5 separate regions of the Mus musculus genome follow, and regions 2, 3, 4 and 5 are each linked to region 1. A link is a contact called in public Hi-C and promoter capture Hi-C data. All regions are on one chromosome and are shown on one strand. Each heading gives the region's core, a stretch centred on a gene start, on an enhancer-like site or on the middle of the called end of the contact. The rest is flanking DNA. Distances are from core to core; before and after follow the strand shown. Region 1 holds the start of Mlf1 (myeloid leukemia factor 1). Region 2 overlaps Iqschfp (Iqcj and Schip1 fusion protein). Region 3 has its middle 34 kb from the start of Veph1. Region 4 holds the start of Veph1 (ventricular zone expressed PH domain-containing 1). Region 5 holds the start of Ptx3 (pentraxin related gene).

Region 1 (2,700 bases), core at 137-2,636:
ATTTATGTCACTGTGAATCACTCACCATTCCTTGTTACCAGAGGTGTTCATTGCACACTCTTTCTTTTACCCCTGCCTGCCCCATTATTGCATTGATAAAATGAGAAGCCCCTTCCCAAGCAAGGCCAGTTCTGCTGGAGGCAGGTAAAGAAAACAAACAGTGTCCCATGGCAACGTCCAACCACTTCGAAGCAGCCAGCTCAACTCTCCTACTTAGTAGTGCTGTCAAGGTGACAGCCTTCACTATATGAAAACTTGTTTTAAATAACTTAGCACACAACCTCTAATTCCAGAAAGAAGGAGGAGGAGGAGGAGGAGGAGGAGGAGGAGGAGGAGGAGGAGGAGGAGGAGGAGGGGGAGGAGGAGGGGGAGGAGGAGGGGGAGGAGGAGGGGGAGGAGGAGGAGATGATGGCGGCAGTGGCAGCGGCTGCAACAGGTGGACTTCTGTGAGGTCAGCCTGATCTACACCGAGTTCCAGGCCAGTAAGGTTTACATCGGAGTCCTCTCTCAAGCAAAACAAAATAAAAAACACACCCCCCTCCACAGTTTCTCAAGTCAAGGAACTGTCACCCTAGAAAGCACTTCCACCCCTATGTGAAGTTCAAGGGACTTTTTCTGATCAGAAGTTCCACTAATATGGCAGTTATGATCACCAGTTATAAGCCCTGCTGCTGCACAGGAGGGTTTCAGATTCGAGGCCACCCACACACCAAGTCGCCCCAAATAGTCAGCAGCCTGCACCTTGAACCATAGCTCAGGATCCTAGTCCTCGGCTCCCACCAGCAAACCCTCTCCTCACCTCAGGCTTCTAAATCCTCCTCACCCCCATCCTGCTCAGCTCACCCTCTCTCGTGTCATGTCCTCCATCTCTCCATGCCAAATATCCTCAAATCCTCTCCTCACACCCTATATCCTAATGACTCCAGTCCTTCAGCTCCTGTGCCCACTTCTTACGTCCCCCATTCTCCTCACCCGCATTTCTCCTCAGCCACTTCTCACATTTCTCCTCATCCCTATTACACCTTATAGCCTCTTCTTTCCCTCATTTCTCCTCACCCCCACTTCTCACACACTTCTCCTCACGACCACTTTTCCTCACTCCGTTTCTCCTCAAACCCATTTCTTCGCGCCTCCCGCCGGGCGTGTCCCCCCCCCCCCCACGACAATTTGCGGGGCGCAGTCCCCTCGCCTTTTCCGGCGAGCGCGGCTGGGACACTCACGCGAAGAAGGGGTCATCCTCAAAGCTGCTGCTCAGCATCCGGAACATCGTGATCCTGCGGCGGGCGGCGGGCGCGGATGGAAATGGGCGCAGCTCTCTGCGCCGCCACCAGCCTGCTTCCCGCTTGCTTCGCGCGTCTGCCGGCGGCAATCGCCGCGCCCGCGACTAGGGCGGGGCTTGACGCAGGCCGTTTTCCTATTGGTCATGACCTTATGACGTCACTAAGGTGAGGCGGAGAAGGGGGAAGGACATCGCTCGGCTGCTATGGCAACCTCTGTAAACACACTGGCGGCGTGAAGTTTGTCTGGAGGCCCCATCCGCGAGGCTCCTGAGAGACAACTTGGTCTCTCAGGAGCCTCAGGAACCAAAACATTAGACAAGTTCTGAATCACCTTGGCCAAATCGCCCTTAATCCCGACAATTCTCTGGTAGCTGGTCAAATAATGAAAAAAGGTTTTGAGAACAATAGACAAGTGTTTGTATTCACTTCTTGAAGGAAACAAGATGCAGCCTATGAGATTTCAAAAACAAAACAAATACAGTTTTCTGTAATTCTAAAACTCAAAGCAGTGTCTCCCAATACACAAATAACATCTAGACATAGGATCAAATACACAAAAGAAAGAAAGAGAAAAAGAAAAAAAAAGCAAAATGAAAATTGCTCCATTTCAAGGATTAGATCAAATCTTTATCACCTTCCCAACGTTCTTAACAAGCAGAATTTGGGCACAAAATTTGTAGCAAGCAGCCATATCTAGCTAAAATTCTATTTCAATTATTTCCATTACAGTATAAAGGAACCTTCTATTTGTAGTAAGGAAGATGGTTTTCACCTTAAAGCAGTCCAGTACCTCAACGATAGCCCAAACATTTTAACTGATCTTCAAGAAATAGTATCGGTAAGATTGGTGGGAAGTCGGCAACATGAAAGTTTTATTCAATTGTTAGGGTTTGAAAAGTATTATATAGGCCTTCCAAGAACTGGAGGCAGGAGAGAAGGAGAAAGAGGAGGGAAATGACACGGAAGGAAGAAGAAGCAACTTGCACACACCCCCTCAATTCACCTGACCCCACACTCTCCAGCGAGTTCCCTTGGGGAGGTGGAGGGGTGTTCATGGCTCCTTGGGGCCCTGTGGGAGACATATGGCATGCTGCCACTGGGAAGAAGTGACCAGGACTTGATTTGGAAGTGGCAGAAGTACTCAGGGTTATTTTTGGGAGCTGGAAATGTAATCCTTTGAAACGCACCCCCACCCCCACCCCCAAATCACCAGGTTTCTCTGGTCCTCCTGCTCCCCAGAGGACTGGCTTGAGGCAGGGCCAACTTTACAATCTAAAATGACACGGCCCTTCCAGGAAATAAATAGGCTATTTTAATCTTCCTCTGGCCTCAACACGCTGCTCAGAGAGCATGCATGGGTCAGAGGACTTGCAAAATAACTCCATGGCAAAACTGTCTGTACAACACCCGAAATTAGTTT
Region 2 (2,700 bases), core at 80-2,579, 1.2 Mb before region 1:
GCACTGAAGACCACAGGACACTAGAGAAGGACACCCTTGCTCTGCAGGGTTGCATAAGTAATCTGACTGATGGCAGAGTGTCCCAAGGGTCTTTTGTGTACCAGCTTCACCCAGTGGGGGAAGGGCAGACAGCTGGGGTTTCAGGACACAAAGTCACCACCCTGAGCTCTTAGTCCCTGGTTGGAGAACACCGGGGATGAAAAATACACAGGGCAACACGGCCCAGCACATTTAAGTTTTACCCCCCTGGAAGAATACAAATCATTATGAGATAATAAGATCTACAGTAAGCACCTTAAGGAGCCTCCGTATTCCCGTGCAGAGTTTAAGATGCAGACGTCAACGCTGACCAAATCTGAGGAATGAACATGCTAGAAACGTCTTCCTCTGTCTCACTCTGGTCAAAGGCACTAATGGCACCTTTGACTGAATGGAGACCTACAGTTGACTTCTGTCACATCATAAAGGACGGAGGGCTGTGTGTGTTTAGGCCTCTGTGGGCAGACAAGCATATACTTGTAGCTTGATTTCAGGACCTCACCCATATAACTAAAGCTATTTTTACTTGGGCCTGTTATTACCAGACAATTACCACATAAAACATTCCCAAAATATATTTACTGATGTTCAAAAGAAAAGGCCAGCAGCGTACTAACAGATATCGTATCAAGTTTTTAAGACTCCCCAAACTTCTCTGTAAAACTTTTTCTTATTTGTTTTCACTGTTAAAAACAAACTTAGATCTGTTAGCTCTGTCCAGTAATTGTTTCTACTGAACAGCTAAAATATGTCAATAATTAAAAAGAAATCCCTTTGCATAAAATGCTGCTATGCAATGAAGTACATAATAGGAATTGTCTCAACTTTAGAACACTAACATGGATGGTTTTGCTGTTCTTGTATCAATGAGTATAAGCTGGGAAGAATCGGGGTCTCCTGAACTGGGGTCTCCAAGCTTACTGTGGTAAATTCTGTGCATTTAGTTTCTCTTCAGTGTCTAACGGCAATGACCACTGTGTGTGGAATTTGGCATCCTTCCTCAAGGGCAACCTTCCTCCCTCTTAGAAAAATGGTCCAATTGTTTATAAACAAAAGCGCGCCCCCCCTTACCTTTTTATAATTCCCCTCCAAATCCAATGGGGATTCTCGACTGATGATGTCATGGTCCATTCCATCACGGTCCAAATTCATCCTTCAACTCTTTAGAATTTCACTTAAGAAATAACCTCCCATGAATCCTGACAGGCTGAAGTGCCAACTGCCCAGTCCCTTGGTTACCACTCATGCTGGCATAGAGAGCCTGTGCCTGGCTGCAGTGTCCTTGCCCCCTTCTGCCTCAGACACTGCCCCACCCGGACTGCCTGGCTTCTTTCTCCCGGGCACTGGGCAGCTGCCTGCTGTAAGGCGCACTCTGTTCATGACAATTGGCTTGTTGCGAGAGTCCAGCCTGCCTACCATCTGCTATCACCTTCCCTAAATGATCTGGCCCAGATTCTTGTCCGCAGCACCTTTCCTGCTCCCAAAAAGGGAAAGGGCGGGGGGGGGGGGGATAGTAAGCTTCAGCCAGCTGACCCCACCCCAGTTCAGGGCCCAGTGTGAACTGGAGTTTGGTGAGGCACTCTGAAGCCAGTAGACTGGGGGATAAAAATAGACACAAAAACTTGCAGCCCGAGAGAGCTCACTGTGAGCTGAGTCGGGTGCCCCGAATGAAAACTATCATTTAAGGTGACCCGTAAGACACATGTTTGCCATTTTTCTTTTTCCCCCGTGACCAACGAGACGCACTTCATTTCTTTTTTCCAAATTGTTTTTGAGATGTAAAAGTTTCAGAGTCTGAAAGGGGCACTAAGCCCAAGACTAAGGCTGCTTCCAACCCAGAGAAAGCCTTCCCTGCCCCCGAGCATGGCTTTGTCCTGTAATATCGGCAAGAGAAGAAAGGGATCCATCAAGTTTCCTTTTAGGATTCAGCCAGTGGCGGCCTTTTCCACAGAAGCACGCTTGCTTTCCTACTGCTCTTTTTACTCTTTTCCCATGGCTTCTGGGTTTGTTTATGGGTTTTGCATGCAGCCGGGGGAAGGGCCACAGCTGGAGGATGTTTGGCTCAAAGAAGCAGACAAACAGAAGTTCACAGGCACACGCTCGGGCATACTCATACACATTACATTAATACTCCCATAAACAACTAAAAAAAAAAGTGATTGCTTCAAAACAACAGCGTGCAGGGACAACCAGCCACAGAAGAACTCAAAGGCCAAGCTTCCACTTAGCAACGGGCCTTACCTTCTGAAATGTTCACACGGAAAATTGCAAATGCACTCGTCAATCAAATCCTCCGTACACATTCCTGAGCAACAGCAGCATGGCTGAGAACAGTTCTGAAGGGAAATGCCGTTCAATAGAACCTTGTTCCGGCATCTCAACCTCTGCTCACAGGCTCACCTTTAGCTGTTTACCTCCATAAATGTTTTTTAAATTCAATTTGTGTTGGACTTGTGATATAAACACGGCTCAGTGGGCTTTATGGTACCCCTCTTTCTATCAGGCAAATATTTTCTTCTCAGAGCCCAGATCCAAATCTAAATACTTTTATTCCACCTCCCAGCCCCCCCAGCCAGTCCTCTCCACTCCCAAGGGGATGAATAGCCCTTTTGTGAGGTATCACAGTGACAAGTTTCATCTTGTGGGATACATTTGCAAGGC
Region 3 (2,700 bases), core at 7-2,506, 1.0 Mb after region 1:
CGTGAAATAACAATGAGGCACGTAGCTTGAATAAGGTCATTTCTTATAGCAGAATGAAAGCATTAGAGGGACTCTGGTTGTATTTTAGCCTACAGGCAAAACCTCCACAGCTTTATGGTCAGACAGTGCCCCCTTGTGGAAGATGTAAGGTTAGTAGGACTGAACTGCTCTGTGACTGGGATCACTGGCAAAGCTGAAAGAGGCACTAAGCAAAGGTCAAATCCTGAGCCTCTTTGTAAAGAGCGTCCGTCGTGCTGGAAGAAGACACTTTACAAAACAAGGATGGGCGCACAGCCAGATAGGAAGGGGAACTTGGGCCAGTCAAGCTGATGGTCTCGGTTCTAGAAAACTTGACTCACTGAACGATAAAGAGGCACAGCAGAATGGAGAAGGAATGCCTTTGAGCTCAGCCTGTCTGGGTGCAAATCTTAGCTGAGAGTAACTATGACTATAGGATGCTCCGTTGTTGCTCTAAGCTTCGGTCATCCTACCTGTTATCAGATGTCCATTGGTACAGATCAGAAGTATTGTGAGGGCCAAATGAACATGGTGCGCGGAAAGTGTTTTTAGGGCAATGTTTCTAAAAATATCTATTACCTTACCAGAGTGCACTTCAAATCAATGAAAGACACTCAGCTTTTTGTTTTTAAAAATGGCTTTTACATACATGCGTTTCCCAGCCACACAAGAAAACCCATGAAAGTGTGGGACTGGACATGCTAAGCCTTTGTGTAGGACTGTTTGGGAGACAGAAACCAGGTTGATTAGACCTACAAGCATGTGCGCATGCGTGTATCTGGAGCGTATGTAGACTGAGGGAGAAGGCTGGTTAGTGGGTCAACGCACTGTGTCGGGTAAAGGCAGAAATGACAATAATCAGTCAAGGGCCTCAGAAAGGGCTCAGGAGCCATCCTCTGGGAGAACACAAGAGGGTATTCTCAAGCAGCCAGCGCCTCCACTCAAGCACCGACACAGCGCCAATGGGCAAACAAAAGAAAAACAGGAAGACTGTGGGAAGCTTATCTTTTAACTCCCTTAAATGTGCCGCTACCAAGAATAATTCAGGGGTTTAAGAATGTCGAAATGCCCTAAGAATCTCAAGCTGGGGGGAGAAACTCTTGGGCAAGGCAGGCAAGTGGCTTGTGCCTGTGGGCTGAGGGCCTCACCGGTCCTGCCCAACCCTTCAGAGGAAAGCCTGCTGGAGACACACGAACAAATGACTGTACCACAACTCATTCTCACGAAGCCTCCCCAAGTTGGACTTCACGTGCCACTTTCCTAAAAGAGCAATCTGATGGGAAATGACACTACACTTGACTAGCACTTGGAACTCACTCTCCCTTAACCCCCACCCCACAGCTTTAATCACTTGTAAGGAGTGAGTTTTTTTCAGATTTCCCATTTTAATAAAAGGCAGTTCAAGTATCTTGGCCTGGGTCACATGAACTACTGTCTTGCTCTCTGGCTTCTTGCGGCTCCTACCCAGCCAGCTCCTACTTCAAGGTTGGTGACATTTTTTGATGGGTTTCTCTCTCTCTCTCTCTCTCTCTCTCTCTCTCTCTCTCTCTCTCTTACCTGTCAAGCATCAGTGAGAAACCTCAAAAGTGCAGTTAGATTTTGACATATATCTATTTGTGCTCCCGGGCTTTCCGCTGGAACGCCAAGGCCTCCTTCCAAGGTTCTGTTCCTTTGTCCTTATTGTTCCAGCATGTCATCCACTCTGCCTGAGTCAATCTCCTCCCTGTCTGCAGTTACCTCTTTTTACTCTCAGGAAATCATATTTCATGTTTTGCTTCAAAAGTCCTAGGTATTTTAATGACTTTTTTATTCTTCCTTTTTGTCTCTACTTCTTCCTTTCTGCCAAGGCTGGTCCTACCTGTTGGAATCCTGGCCCTCGACTCCTTCCCTTGTGTCCCTGTCTTAGTTAAGGTTTGCATTGCAGAAAGAGACACCATGACCAAGGCAACTCTTACAAAGGACATTTAATTGGGGCTGACTTACAGGCTCAGAGGTTCATTCCATTATCGTGGCAGGAAGCACTGCTGGCAGCTTCCAGGCAGGCATGACCCTAGAGGAGCTGAGAGTTCTACGTCCTCATGCAAAGGAATCCAGGAGCAGACTGTCCTCAGGCAGCAGCTAGGAGGAGGGTCTCAAGGCCCACCCCCACAGTGACACAATTCTTCCAACAAGGCCACACCTCCTCCAACAAAGCCACACCTCCTCCAACAAGGCCACACCTCCTAATAGTGCCACTCCCTGGACTGGGCATATTCAAACTATCACAGTCCTGTTCCATCAAAGGACCCCTCTTAGCCTCATTTATGTGATTTTTCTGTCTTGTTTATGATACTAGCTGTTGTGATTTGAATGTGAAATGACCCCAGAGGCTCTTGTATCTAAACACTTTCTCCACAGCTGGTGGTCCTGTTTGGGAAGGCTGTAGAACATTTCAGGATGCCGAGCCTCCCCTGAAGAATTGTGTTGGTGGAAGTTGGCCTTACGAAATTTGGCAATCCAATTCTTCCTTCTCTTTCAGATTCCTGATACAGATGGCCAGGCTTATCTCCATTGACCACTGCCCTTAAGCATCCGATGGACCTACCTCTCCCGAGCACTTCCTTGGGAATTTCTGCTAGCCTCTATTCAGGACTCATTTTTCCTACCCCTCATGGAAAGTTTCTGTGACCTGCAATTGTCTTT
Region 4 (2,700 bases), core at 191-2,690, 1.1 Mb after region 1:
GAGGGCCACGGCTGTCACTCAATGGGGACATTTGTCACAAATGTGTCCTGGTGACTCTATGCACCCACTAATGCTTAAGGTTTGCTTGTGAGAGAGTCTAGCTACACACCTAGATCAGGACAGTTCTGTTGGGCAGATTATCCCCTATACACACACACAGACACACACACAGACACAGACACACACACACACACACACACACACACACACACACACCCCGGAAGCAGCAGAAAAGCCAAGCCAAAATCACTCCCATTATGAAACGTGTTGGCACACATGGAAGATGTATCTTTAGGAGAAGCTGGCTTAAGGACTCAAATGAACTCACTGGGGTTTTTTAGTGGCAATACGGCAAGAGCAATATGACTTGATATCTTCAGGCGTCAAAATAGGCAACAAAGATTATTCCCACTGAGATCAAACATTTACCTTTGTTGTTTGATTGATTTGGAAGGGTCCATATGTCTTCCCTAAATCACTCACTATGATTCTCTGGTTAGCTAGGAGCAATTAGGGCTCATCTTGTGTGTACGCATCAACTCTATCCAAAGAATGTGGATTCCCAAGGGGAGATTGAGGGCAATTTTGACTAGAATAATGGGATGCTTGGTGGCAAACAGGAAAAAATAATCCACACTATCTGAATATGGCTTTTGTAATAATTGCCAGTGACAAAGACATACAATATATTTGGTTGTGTACCTTATACCTTGTTTTCTCCCTCTGCTTTACCCCAATGCGCTCACCCAATTTGGCTAAAAGCCCTAGAAAGTCTCAGGAGTATTCTATGCAAGCAAAAACCTCTGATCAATAAAGGAAGCAAGCCTATTTCATACCTGTTAGGGGAGAAAAGAGCCTCCTGATGTATCGGTCCACTGGGTACCACCAATTAATTTATGCATTAGAGGTATTGCGTTCTCCTTAAAAGTCAGAGATCTGTGGAAACATGGGGTGGGTTGTAAGAAATCCCCTATCCATTAGATCTGAGAGACAGTTCCATATTTGGAAGGTAAAGAAAATGAGCAATTTCAATGGACTCAAGAAGAAACCCTGCTGGATTAAAAAACATTCCTAGGGTTTCTTGGGATGTTCCAGACAGTCTTTCAGTGTCTCACTAGCAATACTGATAGAGTAGTTAGAAAGCTGCTCCTTCGGGCACTTGCTACATGGTATTTTTCTTCTATCACGTTTGACTTAAATACCGTCTCATTCCATGACCCCCACCTCTTTCACACATGCCTGCCTAAATGCCCCAAAATCTGATATTAACCTAAAACTTCCTTGATTCTTTAAAGTGGGTTATTCATTAACGGAACCTAAATTACTGGTTGGTAGCAAATCCAATTCTTTTACACTACAAATTGGCCTCCGAGAAACTGCTGTAAGTCTACAGAGGAAGTCAGGGACCCGGTGCCAATTGTTAGATCTAAAACAGAAGTCTGGAAAAGGGAAGAAAGTTACTCATTCGCCTGATACCACACGGTGAGTCCACAGGAGGGACTCAGGCGCAGCGCTGCATGACAAGCTCACAGGGACGTGCCAGCAGCCACCGGCAGGACAGGCAGGCGCTGCAGGGCTGCCTCTGAGCGTGGTCCTGGGTCCCAGCTGAAGTGTTCCAAGGGATCAAGCATTTGCCTTCTGTTGCCTGCACCTGCCAGTGTCCCGTGCTAGGAGGTATGGCTGTCTTCTTTCCTGTCCCTTTGTTCAGCAGGAACAAAAGTTAATCAAAGTGAGGGCCAGAAACTGCAGGCAGGCAAGAACAGAGGAGGGCTGGGAAAGTTGAGCAGAGAAACTTCCAAGGGCTGGCTGATTATGCAGATAAAGTGCACCTAGAAGCTGTGTGCGTGACTGTTTGTGTGTGTACATTTCAGTTTTTAAGCTAAGAATATCTAATTCTCTGTGGGTGGTTAAGACATGTCCCTAGGCCCCTAGGACCAGATAGCTGTGCTGGACACTTACTGTGTACATATTGTTTTACTCCATAACTGCGGTCTTCTTTCCACATATGCATTCACCATGAGAAGCCTTTTGCAATGAGCAGGGGAACAGTCCCTGCTATTGTTTTTTTGCAGAAAGCTAAGTAGGCCCATTCCAGTCGGAGGCTGGACACTCATCGGTGCGGTTCACCACTGCTGCTGTGTGCATATTACAAATCATGATCTAATATAGCTACTTCTTTGGTCTTTCAAATGCACATTCAAATTGGTTTAATGATCAACAGTTGGGTTCAATGGCATCCTTTTTTTTTAAATTTAAACTTTATTAAACCTGGGAAATGATTTGAATTCTTCATACGGCAGAGTAATATTGGAAATTTAAATGACAAAGTCATACACTCAGCACTGGGTATCCTCATGGTTTGAGAATTTGGGCTTGTTTCCTGGGAAAACAAGCCCAATAGAATTTGAATATGGATTTAAAAAACAACCAAGATATATGTTTCTCTAGAGGAAAATATGATCTGCTAAGTCAAAAGTTCCAGATGAAAATGGACATACTTATGAATTCATCCGGAAAGGCTGTGCTTTAGAAAGTTTGTTAGATTTGATAAGTTTCCCCTCATAGTCCACGAAGGGAAACACTTCTCCATTTGTTTTCAAAACTCGCAATTTGTATTTAAAATTACACATGTTGAGCTTTTGATAAATAGATGGTAAAATTGCTATTTTATATGTTCTTACAATATGCATGCTACAAATT
Region 5 (2,700 bases), core at 12-2,511, 1.2 Mb after region 1:
AGCTCTGTGAGTGTGCCTATGAAAAGTACTGGGGCTCTGAGTGTGAGGGTCCCCACAAAAGCTTGCCTCTAGGGACAGAGCCGACCGTGGGCTTACCTGCGGGCAGCCAGTGGCGGGCGACCCAGCTCTGCACGGCGCTCAGGTCGGCGCGCGTCCGCCGCAGTTCCTCCAGCACAGCGCCTAGGCCAGGCACTGTCGCCTCGGGTCGCCGCGCCTCCGCGTCCTCCAGGCGCGCCAGCCTGAGGCTCGCGTCACGGCTCTCCTGCAGCAGCGGCTCCAGCGCCCGCACCAGCCTGGCGTCTGCGGGGCCACCGGCTGCGCACGGCCTCGCCATGCCGCCCGCCAGCCGCCCCAGCTCTGCCCGCAGCCGCTGCAGCTCTCCACGGAGGACGTCGTCGGTGGCCTGCAACAGCATGCCCTCCCGCATCTGCGAGTTCTCCAGCATGATGAACAGCTTGTCCCACTCCGAGTGCTCCTGGCGGCAGTCGCATGGCGTGGCTAGAACGCAGGACACACACAAGTGTTATCAGCTTGTCCTGGGTGGCCATGGGTTGCACTCTTGGTGACTCCAAGTTTCAGCCTGTCCCCAGCAACCGCTCTCCTTCTAAGGATAGCTCTGAAAACAGCGTGCGTGTAAACTCAAAGATGACACAGGACTATTCTTTATAGGACATGTTAAACTAACTGAGAAAATGCCATTAATATAGCTAAAAACAGTTAAAGATTTCGTATAACTTAACTCATCATAAATGTTACAAAAATAATTTAAAACCTCTGGCTTTTCTCAGATAGTCCTTGCTTTCTTGCTTTCCTTTTTTCCCCCAGTCCTTGCTTTCACAAATAAAGTATAATTTTAGCTTGCTTCATTGGCTATCTATGTTAATTATGTTAATCGCGCCCCCCAAAAAGTGAGTTATGTAGTTTTGATACGCTGAGAGAGTTAAAAATGAACTTACGGTCCTCGGTGGGATGAAGTCCATTGTCTATTTCGTTGTCCAAATTCACATACATGAGCTCGTAGTCATCCGAGGTCTCAGCCACTACTGCAGACCAGAGAGCACAAAGCAGGATCGCAGGGAGGTGCATTGCTGGAGAGGCGAAATTTGCTTCGCAGCCGCAGGGGAAGAAGCGAGACTCTACAGTGATCCGAGTTTGAGCCCGGGAGAGATAGTGTGAGGCAGGAGTGAAGCCCTTAATAAACGCTCCAAAGCATGAGCGGGATGAATGACTAATGTCGGTGGCACAGCGCGAGGGAGTTCCCCTGGATTTGGGGGAGGGGGTTGGGTGGGAGGGCAAGGGAGCTGAAGAGGTTGCACAATGTTAAACCACCGAGGTCCACACTGCAGGCAGATTAATTAGAGGCGAGTCAGGGGGAGAAGGGGAGGGAAGCTGGACTTTTCTGGTGCCCCTGAGGATTAGTTGCTGTAACCTGAAGTGCTAGCGCTTTGGGGGGTGAGGAGCACAGAGGTACAGGGCGAATTATCATTTTGGCATTTGGTGTGAGCTTTCATTACTCCACAACCCCTGAAGTTATGGAAAACTTTTTTTTTTCACTTTTCCTTTGGATACTTTCTCAAGACCAAGCTATAGAAAATGATTCCGTGACTCCAAAATAACCCATTAAGAATTTTTATGACTCTAGAAGTCAATCTTGACTAACTAGTCTTGACTCCTCTGGTGGAGCAACTAAAAAACACAGTATGGCTGGGTCAAAACCCAGTAAAACAGGAAAGTGAGGGCGGGAATATAGTGGCTTTAGGTGCTTGGGTATTCTTGACATATCCTATCAAGGTCCTGTTTTAAATTTACATTAGTGACTGTGTGTGTGTGTGTGTGTGTGTGTGTGTGTGTGTGTGTGTAAAACCTGCCCCCTCCCCCAGTGCAAAGTACCTAGATAGGTGTTGATAAGTCATAATAATAGTGATAAAAAATTAAAACATTTGAATAAACTCCAAATAAAGCAAGATCTAAAAAACTACACAGATCTAGAGGGAACCACTCCCAGAGGATACCCCTGAGCTGATACAAGTCTCCAATATACAAAGGAGATGGAGGGGGAGGGTTACCAGTCACATCCTGATCATGATGGCAGGGCTACTACCCTCAGGCCAGGCCTCTCAGAAGGCTGCCTCTTGGATTTCCATAGGTAAATTCCTCTGCTCCTGACAGAGACTCATGAGTGGCTTTCCTGGCCTGAGTGCCCTCACGCATCTGGAATGCACATGCATGTACCATCCACCACAATAAAAATGAATCCACAGTTAAACATAGCTAGACACGGAGGGAACAGGGCATCATAAGCATGAATCAACACAAAGTCAAAAGGCATCAGGCCCCTGCTCAAGAGCTTCACTTATTTGAGATCACGGCTAAAGACAGGGTATGTTTGAAACCGTTAAAGCCATCAGAAAGCGATGGCAATATGAGACAATACGATATTGTTTAAAGGGCAGTGTGGAGCCACAGCTTTGTAAGGTGCTTTTCTCCTAAGGCTGTGGGCTCGAGTTCAGTTTCTAGAGTCCACATTAAGAAACCTGATGTGGTGCTGTGAGGTCCTAATGCCAGTACAGAGAGCCTCTGGGATCCCTGGCTAAACAGCTAAGCCTATTGGGCAAGTTAAGGCCCACGAGAGACCCTGTCTGAAAAAGCAATGTGGAAGAACTGGATAAAAATGCTTACTGTTCTTTCAATGTCTGTGGA

The links. Promoter capture Hi-C pulls out the DNA fragments that hold promoters and counts their contacts. Hi-C and Micro-C count contacts between places; a contact is called where the count stands out from the background.
Region 2: a Hi-C map of cardiomyocytes shows a contact between it and region 1, with 2.2 times the contacts expected there. The contact joins the enhancer-like site here to the promoter of Mlf1 in region 1. A contact is called at or near these places in 1 of 39 promoter capture datasets (3T3-L1-derived adipocytes), 1 of 484 Hi-C or Micro-C datasets (cardiomyocytes) and 1 of 115 datasets of contacts at active chromatin or transcription factors (heart atrium).
Region 3: a promoter capture Hi-C map of second pharyngeal arch cranial neural crest shows a contact between it and region 1, with 11 times the contacts expected there. The contact joins the enhancer-like site here to the promoter of Mlf1 in region 1. A contact is called at or near these places in 14 of 39 promoter capture datasets (the 3T3-L1 cell line, 3T3-L1-derived adipocytes, the HPC-7 cell line and 8 more), 1 of 15 datasets of contacts at CTCF or cohesin (the NIH/3T3 cell line), 3 of 115 datasets of contacts at active chromatin or transcription factors (cardiomyocytes, embryonic forebrain and stem cell-derived neural progenitor cells) and 1 of 9 other capture datasets (pancreatic islet).
Region 4: a contact with region 1 is called in a promoter capture Hi-C map of embryonic stem cells, with 5 times the contacts expected there. The contact joins the promoter of Veph1 here to the promoter of Mlf1 in region 1. A contact is called at or near these places in 12 of 39 promoter capture datasets (the 3T3-L1 cell line, 3T3-L1-derived adipocytes, the C10 cell line and 6 more), 3 of 115 datasets of contacts at active chromatin or transcription factors (cardiomyocytes and embryonic stem cells) and 3 of 9 other capture datasets (adipose tissue, embryonic stem cells and liver).
Region 5: a promoter capture Hi-C map of hippocampal neurons shows a contact between it and region 1, with 10 times the contacts expected there. The contact joins the promoter of Ptx3 here to the promoter of Mlf1 in region 1. A contact is called at or near these places in 10 of 39 promoter capture datasets (3T3-L1-derived adipocytes, cranial neural crest, embryonic stem cells and 4 more).

The regions. Positions count from the first base shown.
Region 1 is chr3:67,372,783-67,375,482 of GRCm38.p6, reverse strand. It overlaps Mlf1 (myeloid leukemia factor 1), which reads right to left and starts at 1,386. Exons shown (of 7, transcript NM_010801.3): 1 at 1,221-1,386. The coding sequence starts at 1,267.
Region 2 is chr3:68,582,835-68,585,534 of GRCm38.p6, reverse strand. All of the region lies in intron 5 of Iqschfp (Iqcj and Schip1 fusion protein), which reads right to left. The region is part of intron 2 of Schip1 (schwannomin interacting protein 1); the gene reads right to left. Among named protein-coding and RNA genes, the nearest start is that of Gm22073, 36 kb to the right of the region's middle. Within about 2 kb of position 1,329, at least 78 of the 459 cell types and tissues checked have an H3K27ac peak or open chromatin away from gene starts, as enhancers often do. A contact at or near this core is called in cardiomyocytes and heart atrium, where this site is marked.
Region 3 is chr3:66,329,492-66,332,191 of GRCm38.p6, reverse strand. No RefSeq gene overlaps it. Among named protein-coding and RNA genes, the nearest start is that of Veph1, 34 kb to the right of the region's middle. Within about 2 kb of position 1,256, at least 4 of the 459 cell types and tissues checked have an H3K27ac peak or open chromatin away from gene starts, as enhancers often do.
Region 4 is chr3:66,295,577-66,298,276 of GRCm38.p6, reverse strand. Veph1 (ventricular zone expressed PH domain-containing 1) reads left to right here and starts at 1,440. Exons shown (of 14, transcript NM_145820.3): 1 at 1,440-1,674.
Region 5 is chr3:66,218,448-66,221,147 of GRCm38.p6, reverse strand. It overlaps Ptx3 (pentraxin related gene), which reads right to left and starts at 1,261. Exons shown (of 3, transcript NM_008987.3): 1 at 957-1,261; 2 at 97-498. The coding sequence starts at 1,086. The region is part of intron 4 of Veph1 (ventricular zone expressed PH domain-containing 1); the gene reads left to right.